Regions from separate parts of the Sus scrofa genome. Here region 1 is linked to region 2. A link is a contact called in public HiChIP or PLAC-seq data. All regions are on one chromosome and are shown on one strand. Each heading gives the region's core, a stretch centred on a gene start, on an enhancer-like site or on the middle of the called end of the contact. The rest is flanking DNA. Distances are from core to core; before and after follow the strand shown. Region 1 overlaps PTPRE (receptor-type tyrosine-protein phosphatase epsilon). Region 2 holds the start of PTPRE (receptor-type tyrosine-protein phosphatase epsilon).

Region 1 (5,656 bases), core at 2,057-4,556, 91 kb after region 2:
TAGATTGTGTTCTGCCTGTTGCCTCTTGTGAATATGGGTACAAGTTATTGTGCACTTGTTTTACGTTCTTTTGGATGCATATCTAGGCGTGGAATTATTGGAGATGGAGTCATTCTACATTTAGCTGTTGGTAGATTCCTCCAGACTGTTTTGCGCAGCAGTTGCACCATTTTGCATTCCCACCAGCCGGGTGAGAGTTCCAGTTCCTCCTCACCCTCAGAAACACTTGCTATTTTTTTTTTTAAAAAAATTACAGTCATCTTGGAGTTCCCATCGTGGCTCAGAGGAAAGGAATCTGACTAGTAACCATGAGGACACAGGTTCAATCCCTGGCCTCGCTCAGTGGGTTAAGGATCCAGCGCTGCGATGAGCTGTGGTGTAGGTCGCAGATGTGGCTTGTATCCTGCTTTGCTGTGGCTGTGGCGTAGGGCAGTGGCTACAGCTCCAATTGGACCCCTAGCCTGGGAACCTTTATATGCCATGGGTGAGGCCCTTAAAAAGACCAAAAAAAAAAAAAGAGAGAGAGAGAGAAAGAAAGAAAAACACAAAATTACAGTCATCTTAGTGGGGCATGAGTGGGGTATTGTGGTTTTGTTTTGTTCGCAGTTCCCCGAGAATTGGCGCCACTGAGCATGTTTTCATGTGCTTGTTGGTCCTTTGAGTGTCTTCTTTGGAGAAATGTCTACTCAAGTGCTTTGTTTCGTCTTTAAATGGGATCTTTGTCTTTCCCTTCTTGAGTTAAGGGCCCTTCGTGTATTCTGGATACTCAATCCTTATCAGATACGTGATTCACAAACGCTTTGTCCCGTTCTGTGATGTGCCTTTTCACTTTCTCGCCAGTGCCCTTCAGTGCACAGACGTCCTGAGATGGTTTTAGGTGAAAGCAAAGCATAGCAGGGAGCAGCTTTGAATCATGAAGCAGGAGAGTCCTTCCCTTCTTCACCCTTCTTGAGTCTTTCTTATGCTCAAAGGGAGCAGCTCTGTTTGATGCTACTGTGTCTTCAACACTAATGCAGGCTTGTCTGCCTTTTTCACAAAAAGAGCGCAGACTCTGGCCCATGGGACCAGCGTCGAGCAAGAATCTCTTCCCCATCCCCGCCGAGTTGACGGTTAAGGTCATGTCCGTAGATGGCTAGCCACGCTGGTGTTCCCATTTACATCAGTGACAACTCGGTCCTTTAATTACATGTACTCGATTTTTTTTTTTTTAAGGAAAATGAGTGAATGATGTGACAGAGCTTGGGCAGGTGATCAGAGGATACAGGTGCAGGGGAACTTCTCTGAGGGTCCTGGGCACAGGTGAGGGCGGAGGGGACCAGCCTTCTGGGGATGGGGTGCTGGGCAGACGGCAGGCACCAGGCAGACCAGCCATGGGAGAGCAACCTGGCTGCCACCGCTGAAGCCCTGGTGTGTCCCCGGGGTGGTACCCAGCACGGCTCCTCCTCACCCCACGCTTGATCCCCACGACTGCCCGGCGAGGAGAAGAGCCCTCAGGGCGGACAGACAGAGTCCGAGAAAGGAGGGAAGTTGACTGTGAGAAGAATGTGGAGGGCTGGTGTCTGGTGGATGTGGCGGGGAGGAGGAAGGAGCCCTGGAAAGATCTGGAAGGGCCCCACAGCCGGGAGACAGGGAGCAAGAGGCATTTTAGAAACATCTTCACGACGTTCTTAGCTCGGCATCTGGCTCATTTCTTCAGGATGCTGTGGGAAAGGAACACAACCCTGATGTCTTACACAGACGACACGGTTCCCTCACTGTCCCAGAGGCTGGAACTCTGAAATCAAGGTGTCAGGAGGCCCTGTTTCCATTGAAGGCTCCAGGGGACAGTCCTTGCTTGATTCTTCCAGCGTTTAAGGCTGCTGGCGACCCTCAGCTGTCCTTGGCTTGAGGCTTCGTCACTTCAGACGCTGCCACCGTCTTCACGTGGTGTCTAGAACAACTCGTCTTTCTGCCCGCCTCTCTGTCTCCTTTATGTCTGCGCAGAACACTTCGCTTCTGACACTTCCCATCTCAAAGCAGGTGGAGGTTCCCCCTCCAAGCAACTCTCCGTGATGCCAGTTGGGTGTCCCACAGTGTAACTCAGTTCTGACCTTCTCTGGAAATGGCATCAGATTCCACAGGTGAAGGTCTCAGCCCCATGAGACCGCCCCCCACCCCCAGATGCCAGTTCCAAGTCACGTTGTCACCTGGGCTCTGATGCATCGGCTCTAAATCAAGGTTCCCCCAAGCCCCTCCTCTGGTTCGATTAATTTGCTGGGGCGAGTCACAGAACTCAGGAAACTAATTTACCAGTTTATTAAAGCCTCTGACAAAGGCTACCGGCGGGCAGCCAGATGAAGAGGCACGGGGTCTGAGAGGGTCCCGGATGCAGGTGCTCCTGTCCCCGTGGAGCTGGGGTGCATCACCTCCTGGTACGTGGATGTGTCCACCCACCTTCGCACTCCCGACCCCCACACTCTCGTGGCTTTTGCAGAGGCGTCGCCGCACAGGCGTGATCAACCATGAACTTGTTTCCAACCCCTCTTCCTTCTCAAGAGGATGGGGTGGGGGTGGCAGGCTGAAAACATGAGGCTTCTAACCTGGGTGGTCTTTCTAGCGATCAGACCCCATCCAGGGACCCACCTGGAGTTGCCTCAGTAGCACAAAAGACAGTCCCATCACCAGGCCATTAAAGGAGCTCTAGGAGCCGCATGTCAGGAGGTGGAGTCAAAGATCAAAAAGGAGAAAAGATGCTGTGAGTGCTCTTGTCCCTTAGGAAACTCTAGGAGTTGGGGAAGCTCTGTGCCAAGAGGCAGGATGAAGACCGAATCCATTTTACCTGCTATGAACCACAGTGTCACGCAGGTCCCTCTCTGTGTGTGTCTCTGGGTCCTCTTCTTACAAGGACACTGCTCAGTAGATGGAGGGCCCACCCTAATCCATTGAAGATCTCCTCTTAACTTAATGACGTCCGCAAAGACCCTGTTTCCAAAGAGGTCACATTCTGAGGCCTCAAGTGGACATGAACTTGGGGGTGCGGGGAAAATACAGCTGAGCCCAGGCCAGCATCTGCTGCAGGTTGGCTGTTGATACTGTTGGCTTTCCTGAGACCGTGGTAGTCCCTGGGCCTTTGCCCTGGAGCCCTGGCCTCTGTTGGAGTTGATACCCTCAGCATCCGTGGGCAGGACGTCCCAGACCAAGGAGAAAGCAGACTCTCACAGGCAAGGGTAATGCCGAGCCCAAGCATCGTACACACCATCAGCTTCTAGGTCTCAACGAACCTTGACTTGAAAATCACTGTTACGTAAGTCTGCTTCCTCCTGTCGGAGTCGAACGGCAATCAGGAGGGTTATGGTCTTGCAAGGCTTCTTGAGTTGTTTGCATACTTCCTACGTACAAACCCGAGATGGAGCAGCATTGGTGCTGCATTGATTCAGAGTTGCATCTTCACGGAAAACTTCCCTGCGTGGAGTTGGAAGATGCCTGGTCAGGGCTCCTGTCCTTTCGGTTTGGGTGACCTTGCCAGACCTGGGATCCAGCAGGAAGGTGATGAGCAGGCATTCAGGCGGATAAAAGAAGGAAGGGCGCCTCCACCTGGGAATCACAGGTGTCCCCTGAGCCCCGAGCCTGCACCAAGTCCCATGAAAGATTCCTTCACCAGAAAGAAGCCTGACTCTCCCGGCTCCACCCTCAAGCGTTCTCTTCTCTGCTCTTCCCTCCTTCTCACTGTCAGCAGGGTTCAAAGAAAAGGATGCTCTTTGCTCAAAAGAGAGTCCAATGCGATACAGCTGACACCCGGGGTCGCCGTGCCTGCAGCCATCCCCTTTCCTTGACCTGAATATTTCTAAACAGTTGAATAAACGCAAACTAATTCTCACGGCCTGTTTCCTATTTGCCGGTTACCCGATGTCCTAGCAGGTTGTGACATGCAATTTCCTTTGAGGTTTCTTTTCTTCCTGCTTTTGGGTAACAGAAGAAGGAATCTCTCTCAAAGGACATAAAACTCTGTGCTTCTACATTGATAAATATTTGAGGAGATGCAGCTGGTGTTTATAGAGATTCTAGTTGGGGCAAATAAAGCGCATATTAGTAAACCTCTTTCGGGGTCAGCCTTTCGGCCACCTCCTTTCCTCAGTGAACAAATATTTACTAAATGCTCATTTCATGATGCAGGGCCACTTCCCAGATACACTAGTTAAAAGGAGGTTTCTGAGTAGACCTGTTTGCAATCCCAAACCCACAGAAAGCTAACATCTGTCAAGGCCAACACAGTTCATATCTTCTTTTTTTTTTTTTTTTTTTTTTTTTTTGGTAGAGGTGATGGAGTTAAAGTAAATATTTTCAGTGACATTTTGGAATTTACAGAATGCGTGTTCATTTGTTTCAAAAGGAAACAGTTTCCAGTTCAGATGGCGTCCCACGCTTCCCGTGCTTGTCCTGAGAAAATCTTACAAGCTACGAAATACTTCCTGGGTCCAATGTGCTCACTTTGACCATAGGGATGTGGTTTTCTCAAGTCTGGTTGTTTGATTTTGCCCGGGTTTGAATTCAGGCTTTGCCCTTTTATGGCTGTGTGGGCTTGAGCAGGTAACTTAGCCTCTCTGGTCTTCAGAGTCTCCTGCCATAAAGCAGGCATGGCAAGAGCCTGTACTGTCTTGGGCAGCTGCGTGAGGGTCCAGTGTGTTTATGTGTAAAATGCATGGATCCGTGTCCTCGGCCACAGCGAGTGCCCTGTATGTCACCATCCCCACCAACATCGCGTCCCTCCTCGTCCCTCCCCTGCACAGCTCACCGCGCTTCTGGAAATGGTTTTCTCTGAAATAAGGCATGTGTTCTGTCTGGGGTGCCGGCTGCTGCGGGGCTGACCTTCCTACTCCCAGTGCTGACTCGGGGGTGGAACGTGGACCTTGGTGTCCTCCCCGCGGCTCACAGGGCTTGCCCTGGGGTGGGGGGCGGGCAGGACCCCTGGGAGAGGAGGCTGCTCTCACACCCACCCGGGGGACAGCACAGTGGGCTCTGTGCCAGGGGCAGGTGCCCCCAGAAAACTGCACACCAGGGACGTGCACGGAGCGGGGAGGGTCTCAGCATCCGCGACATCCTCACCCAGCCACGCTCTGGACGTGCTGCTAGTGGCTGAACCCCGGACGTCTCGCCATCCCGGAAATGCTAGGTCTTTCTGGGGCTTCTTTCTCTGGCACTGAAGCTGAAGCCTGCCCGAGGTGTCCTTCCCCTGCTCAGGGCACAGTCCGGCATAAGAACAGTGAAGTGGACTCTGTGGCTTCTCGTTTGGTTGCTTTAAAGTGTTTCTTCACATTCCAGAAGGGGTGCCGAGGGTCTCCTTGTATCTTACAGACTCTCCCCAGAGTCTCGTGAGGTCACTGCGTTGCTCATTGTACAGACTCAGAGAGGGAGAGAGCTGGCCCGAGGCCACACAGCCAGGGGACCACAGCTCAGGTGGCCCTGCACTGGTGGTCCAGGCTCCTTCTAGTACTTCCTGTGCTTCCAGGGGACAGGCTGGGCTTTAAAGGATGCTGAAAGGAATGAAATGATTCAGATTTTAGAACTTGGGGTCCCCAATTCCCTCTTTGTTTAAATGCCATTACTTAGATTGAGGGGTGTTATTTAGCACATTTTTCTGGGGTCGGGTCCCAGACAAAGGCACCCAGATTTCACTCTC
Region 2 (5,598 bases), core at 912-3,411:
CAGGTGCAGCGTGGACTGTCGCGGAGCTCACAGTTCTGCGGGAGGGGGAAGAGGGGGTGACTAACAGCAAACCAGTGAACACACCTTGTGAAAGAGTAGCAGAGGGGAGGGGTGCCAGGCCACCTTCCAGAGGCAGTCAGTAAGAAGGTGCAGGCCAGGAAGTGCCTGCTATGGCTCAGCAGATTACAAACCCAACCAGGATCCATGAGGACATGGGTTCAATCCCTGGTCCCACTCAGGAGGTTAAGGATCCAGTGTTGCCATGAGCTGTGGTGTAGGTCTCAGATCTGGTGTCACTGTGGCTGTGGTGCTGTGGTTTAGACCAGCAGCTCCAGCTCTGATTTGACCCCGAGCCTGGAAACTTCCATATGCCACAGGTACAGCCCTAAAAAGCAAAAAGAATGGCCAGCTCAGGTACCTTAGGCAGAGTCCCAGATGGAGATGAGCTGGGCTCTGACACTGAGAAGAGGAGCTGAGGGCTGGAGCCCCGGGAAGAGGGGCTCAGAGCTCAGGAGGGGCTGAGACATCAGGCAGGGCCTGCCAGGAGTTTGGGTTTTATTCTGAAAGGAGGCTTTTAAGCAAGGGGCTGACAGGACAAGGTTTCCTCTGTAAGGGTCCCCCTGGACGGTGTGCCTAGAAAAGAATGCATCTTGGGCTACCCTTGTGGTTCAGTGGGTTAAGGATCCAGGGTTGTCACTGCAGTGGTTGGGGTTGCTGCTGTGGGTTCGATCCCTGGCCTGGGAACTTTTGCATGTCACGGGTGCAGCCAGAAAAGAAAAAACAAAAAAATATGAGTCTGAGGTTGAGGGACCACTGCAGTCATCGGCGAGAGGAAGGCGGTGGAGTGGAGCAGCAGGCACACCGTGGGAGCTAGACAGGAAGTGCACGAGGTGGGGGAGGCGCAGACGGGGACATATGCCAAGAATCAGAGTCAGAGCAAGAGCCGGGTCTGCCCTGGGAGACAGCCGGGGGTGGGGGCGGCAGAGCTTGGAGGAGAGGGCCAGGAGAGCCCTGCTTTTTGCACCTCCCTGCATATGGGTGGTATTTAAAGCCCTGGCGCTGGACAAGACATGTGCAGCGGGGGGACAGCATGTGCAGGGCAAGGCAAGAAAGCTGAGTTCAAGTCCTCCACTCCCACTCCTTTGTGTGTCCTGTGGAAGGGCGGTCTTAGCCTTTGGGGGTCTACAGCTCTGTCCCGAACACATGCAAGTGTCCTTGGAAAGTGTCCCAGGAGGTGTCTGCTGGCTACTGATGTGAGGCAGGTGACACACCCTAAATGCCACCTTCTCACCATTGGTTCCTTCACTCAGGAGCCCTCAGGAGTGAGGTTCCTGCAACAGGGGTGAGGGGGGGGGGGAGAGGGGCTTGGTCCAAGCTGGAGGGCACAGCACCAGGGCTAGGACCCACGAGGAGACAACATGTACCCTTTCTGCCCTTCCCCTGGAATGTCCTTTACTCCAAGCCCCCCTAAATAGCTGGCAGGAGGTCCCCTGGAAAGCCGACCCCGAGAAGAGCTGGTCCAGACCCCTCCCAGCCGACCCTCTCTCTTCCTCCCTCGTGGGCGCCTGCGCCCCTGAGTTTAGCTTGGATGGATACCGCCTTCATGGTAATCAGACCCTTTTCAACATCCACCAAGTGGGCGCCTTTCTTCACCCTTTACAGAGGAAGACACCAGCTCCAGCTCGGGACACGTCCCGGCTCTCGCTACATCTTCGAACCAGAAGCAGCACAGGGTGCCCTCCGGACCGACTGCACGACCCAGAGCCGGTGCCCGGCCCGGCCACTTCCTGGTGTCCGGGGCCAAGGCTGGGGAGGAAGGGCCTTTCCTGCTCATAAGCGCGGCTGTCCCGCCTTAGCGCCCGACAGGACGCCTGGGCCCGGGCAGTGGGGGCCCAGCCGGGGGCCCCGGGGGAGGGGGTCCCGGGAGAGGGGGCCCCCCGCCCCCCCGCCTGGGGGCAGGCTGTCCTGGCCGGCGGGTCCTCCGTGGGCCTCCCGCCCTCGGGGCGGGGCGGGGCGGGGCCGCGGGCCCAGGTGGGGCGGGCGCCGGGTGCGCTCCCCGCGCCGGACACCAGGCGTCGCCCCCGCTCCTCGCTGCGCGGGGCCCCCGCCCCCGCCGCGGAGCCCGAGCCGAGCGGCGCGGAGGAGGCGGCGGGACCTGCCGGACAAATTTCCTGCTGCTCGGCGACGGGCGGCGGCGCAGGCGGCGCCCGGACCCCGCGGCCTCCGCGCGTCCCCACGAGCCTCCCGCGCGCCCGGCGGGGACGGCGGGGCGCCCCGGAGGGCGGCGGGCGGGCACCCGGGAGATGCGGAGCCGCCGCGGCGGCGGCGGCGGCGGGATCGGCGCGACCGGACCGGCCCCCCCGAGGTGAGCGCGTGCGGGGTGCGGGCCGGGGACCGTGTGTCCCGGGCGGCCGGAGCAGGCCGGGGACACCGCCTCGGCCGCGCCGTGGGCGGGAGGGGCCGCGCCGGGGTGCCAGGCTCCGAGCTGGGTCCCTGCCGGCCCGCGGTGCGCCGGGTGCCAGCGTCTGGGGACCGCAGGACCCCGGCCATCGGGCCCCCGGGCGCCCCCAGCCCAACTTGGCGACCAGGTCGGCGGCTCTCGCGCTCCTTCTCGGTCAACTGACTGGCAGAGCGTGTGTGTCTGCGGGTGGCCACAGCGCTAGGGGGACGGCGACAGGGAGGACGCGTGGAAGCAGGGAGACCCACCGAGAGGGGGTGCCAGCGGGTGTGCTGGGGGCTGCCGCACGCAGGGGTCCAGAAAGGAGCCTTTTGAGAAAGTGAGTCAGAGTCGCACCAACTGTTGTCGTGGGCTGCTGTCCAGGGCCCCTTGCCCTCCCGGGGAGGGGAGCTGAGTAGGATGCCAGGGCTGGGGGGGCGGTTAAAGACCCCAGGAAGTGGGCCGGCCCCCGGTGGCCAGGCCGGACCGCGGTATCCGTGGGGTGACCTGTCGGAACTCCTGGGCCGGGGAGCAGTGACACGCCAAGCCTGCCGGCTCCGTAGGACCATCTGGGAAAGGCCAGACAACCCCTGGGATGGAGAGGCAGAGCCAAGCCTTGAGTGACCGCACCGGACTTGACCTAAATTCCTTCCTGCCAGTGGCAAACCTTTCTAGAAAGGTTAAACAGTTTTACTTGCAGAATGACGATGCTGATCTGTCGGGGATAAGGACCCCTCTGTCAGAATTTCAGCCCAGGAAACTCCGGAGGAATAGGGCTGTATGTGCGCCTGTGGAGTGAAGGGTGGATGCCCTGGATGAAAACCAGCAAAGGGTGGTCACGTGTTTTAGGTGTCCCTGTGCGTGTCCAGTCAGCTCCTGACCCCAGGTGCCCCTTGACCCAGGGTGCCTGGAGGTCTTTGTGTCTCAAAGGTCAGTGAAATTCTGCCTCTGCAAAATAAAGATCCATTTAAACTGTGCCCGGGGCGGGTGGGGGGTTGATGAAGGGGAGGGCTGGGCCTTTTCAAAACCAGAGCTCTAAGCCGAAGGAAGACAGGGAGGGGTGGGCGCAGGTGGCTCAGACCGCCATGGTCACTCTGCCTTCACCGTATGGCACAGAGCTCTGAGTGTGAATAGGGTTGGGGTCCAGCTTTCTGAGCACAGGCTCTAGGCCTTGGGGAACAAAAGGTGAGGCGGTGACATGGGGCAGGCCCTGTAGCAGCACCCAGCCCTTCCAAGAGGGGGCACTGCCTCGGACTGTGACCTCAGGGGATGAGGTCTTTCTTCCTTGTTGGTGTTAGTGCTGCCTGGGAACCAGTAACTGCCCTCCCCACCCCCCGAACTTTCCATGTGTCCAAAGGAGCTAAGAGCTAGATTTGTCCCTGTGGAAGGCCAGGTCATTGGATGAATCCAGATGGCTGGAGATTTAAAACTGTACCCCCTCGGAGTTCCCGTCGTGGCTCAGTGGTTAACGAATCCGACTAGGAACCATGAGGTTTCGGGTTCGATCCCTGGCCTCCCTCAGTGGGTTAAGGATCCGGCGTTGCGGCGTTGCTGTGAGCTGTGGTGTAGGTTGCAGACGCGGCTCGGATCCCGTGTTGCCGTGGCTCTGGCGTAGGCCGGCGGCTACAGCTCCGATTAGAGCCCTAGCCTGAGAACCTCCACATGCTGCAGGAGCGGCCCAAGAAATGGCAAAAAGACAAAAAAATAAAATAAAAATAAAATAAAATGAAACTGTACCCCTTTGCGCGCCCAGCCAAATGAGTTGTGGGAAGTGGGCAAGGAAGTGACTGTCACTGTGATGCATCCAGGGCCCCTGGGGAGGCACACAGTTGAGTGTGAGGTGCCGCGGTCAGGTCCACAAGCCCTGCACACCGACCACTTCTCACCCCTGTGGAGGGATGCCTGGCCCCTGGATGTCCGGAGCCAGTGCCTCCAGCCAAGGCTGCCCGAAGCTTCCTGGAGCTCCGAGTCCTCATGCATGACCTCCCCACGTCCTGGGATGTGTGTGTGCAAATTGTCAGCCCCCGGGGGCTGTCAGAGGGGCTGCAGGATGGGGGCCGTCAGAGGGGTGTGTTGAAGGTGGATGTGTGAGGCATTGACAGCAGGTGCTCGTTGGTCGGGAAGGAAGCTGAGATGTGAATTTGGGTCGCCTTTCAACTGCGCCCCCACTGGTCCACTTGGCTTTTTGCTGCCATCACCCCAGCCCAGGCTACCCCCTTCTATCCAAACTCCTTCTTTCCTGGGCAGAGGCAGGTCCTAGCCCAGACCAGTCCCCTGCAGTTCCCAGGCTCAGATGCCCATGTCACCTGACTTCTAGGATGGTCAAGGCCCCCAACTCAGCATGTCCCAGGTCAAGCTGGTGACCTGCCACCCCCTCCCCTCTGGACCCAGCCCACCACTCTCCTGATGTTTCTCTCTCCCACTAATCACACCCGCCTCCAGCCTGCTGTAGAGAGCTGGGCTGGATTGGAGTTTCCCCGAGGCCAGTCCTGTCCCCAGCGCCCAGCCAGGTGCCAGACAGGAGACTCTGATAACTACCACTGGACCAGTGGAGACATTTTAGGAGCGAATCTGTGAGTGAAGAGGCGTCTGTGTCCACTGTGGTTGAGAAGCAGCCACCCTTGACGTTGGTTGAGCTGGACCTTGGTGCAACAGGAGAGGGCTGTCTAGGGACCACAGTGCTGGTTCTTCTGGAGATGCTCAACCTACTTGCTAAAGTGACTGTGTGACCTGGACCAGGTGACCCCACATGACCCCCTAAGGAGGCAAGTTTCAGAGCAGTCGGGAACACCATGGGAACCACCTCCGTTCCTTTATTGGACATGTTGTTTTATTTATAATGTCATTTGATAGGTTCTGCTATCAAAACAGGGACAAATGTATCCATTAGGATAAAGCCTGTTCTTAATATTTGATTATCACCAAGGAAAAAACTGTGCGTTCCAAGATCAGAGTTAGTCCTTCTCTTGGCGTGCTATCTCCTAGCGAGCTGACGTGCCATGCTCCCTGAAGGTACCTGCAGGCTTTCCAGATCCTCTGAGGTGGGGGTGGGGGGGCGCAGCCTGCTCAGCCCCCTGCTCTGAATCTCCTTCCCCTTTATCTCCAACTTAGGGACACCTACCTATATACACCTCAAGACCCAGACACCTACCTGTATCTCA

What was found. HiChIP or PLAC-seq counts read pairs in DNA pulled down with a chosen protein or histone mark.
Region 1: an H3K27ac HiChIP or PLAC-seq map of alveolar macrophages shows a contact between it and region 2. The contact joins the enhancer-like site here to the promoter of PTPRE in region 2. A contact is called at or near these places in 25 of 47 Hi-C or Micro-C datasets (alveolar macrophages, blood, embryonic fibroblasts and 12 more) and 2 of 2 datasets of contacts at active chromatin or transcription factors (alveolar macrophages and skeletal muscle).

The regions. Positions count from the first base shown.
Region 1 is chr14:137,189,590-137,195,245 of Sscrofa11.1, forward strand. All of the region lies in intron 3 of PTPRE (receptor-type tyrosine-protein phosphatase epsilon), which reads left to right. Among named protein-coding and RNA genes, the nearest start is that of PTPRE, 91 kb to the left of the region's middle. Within about 2 kb of position 3,307, at least 1 of the 83 cell types and tissues checked has an H3K27ac peak or open chromatin away from gene starts, as enhancers often do. A contact at or near this core is called in alveolar macrophages, where this site is marked.
Region 2 is chr14:137,099,288-137,104,885 of Sscrofa11.1, forward strand. PTPRE (receptor-type tyrosine-protein phosphatase epsilon) reads left to right here and starts at 2,162. Exons shown (of 22, transcript XM_021073749.1): 1 at 2,162-2,365.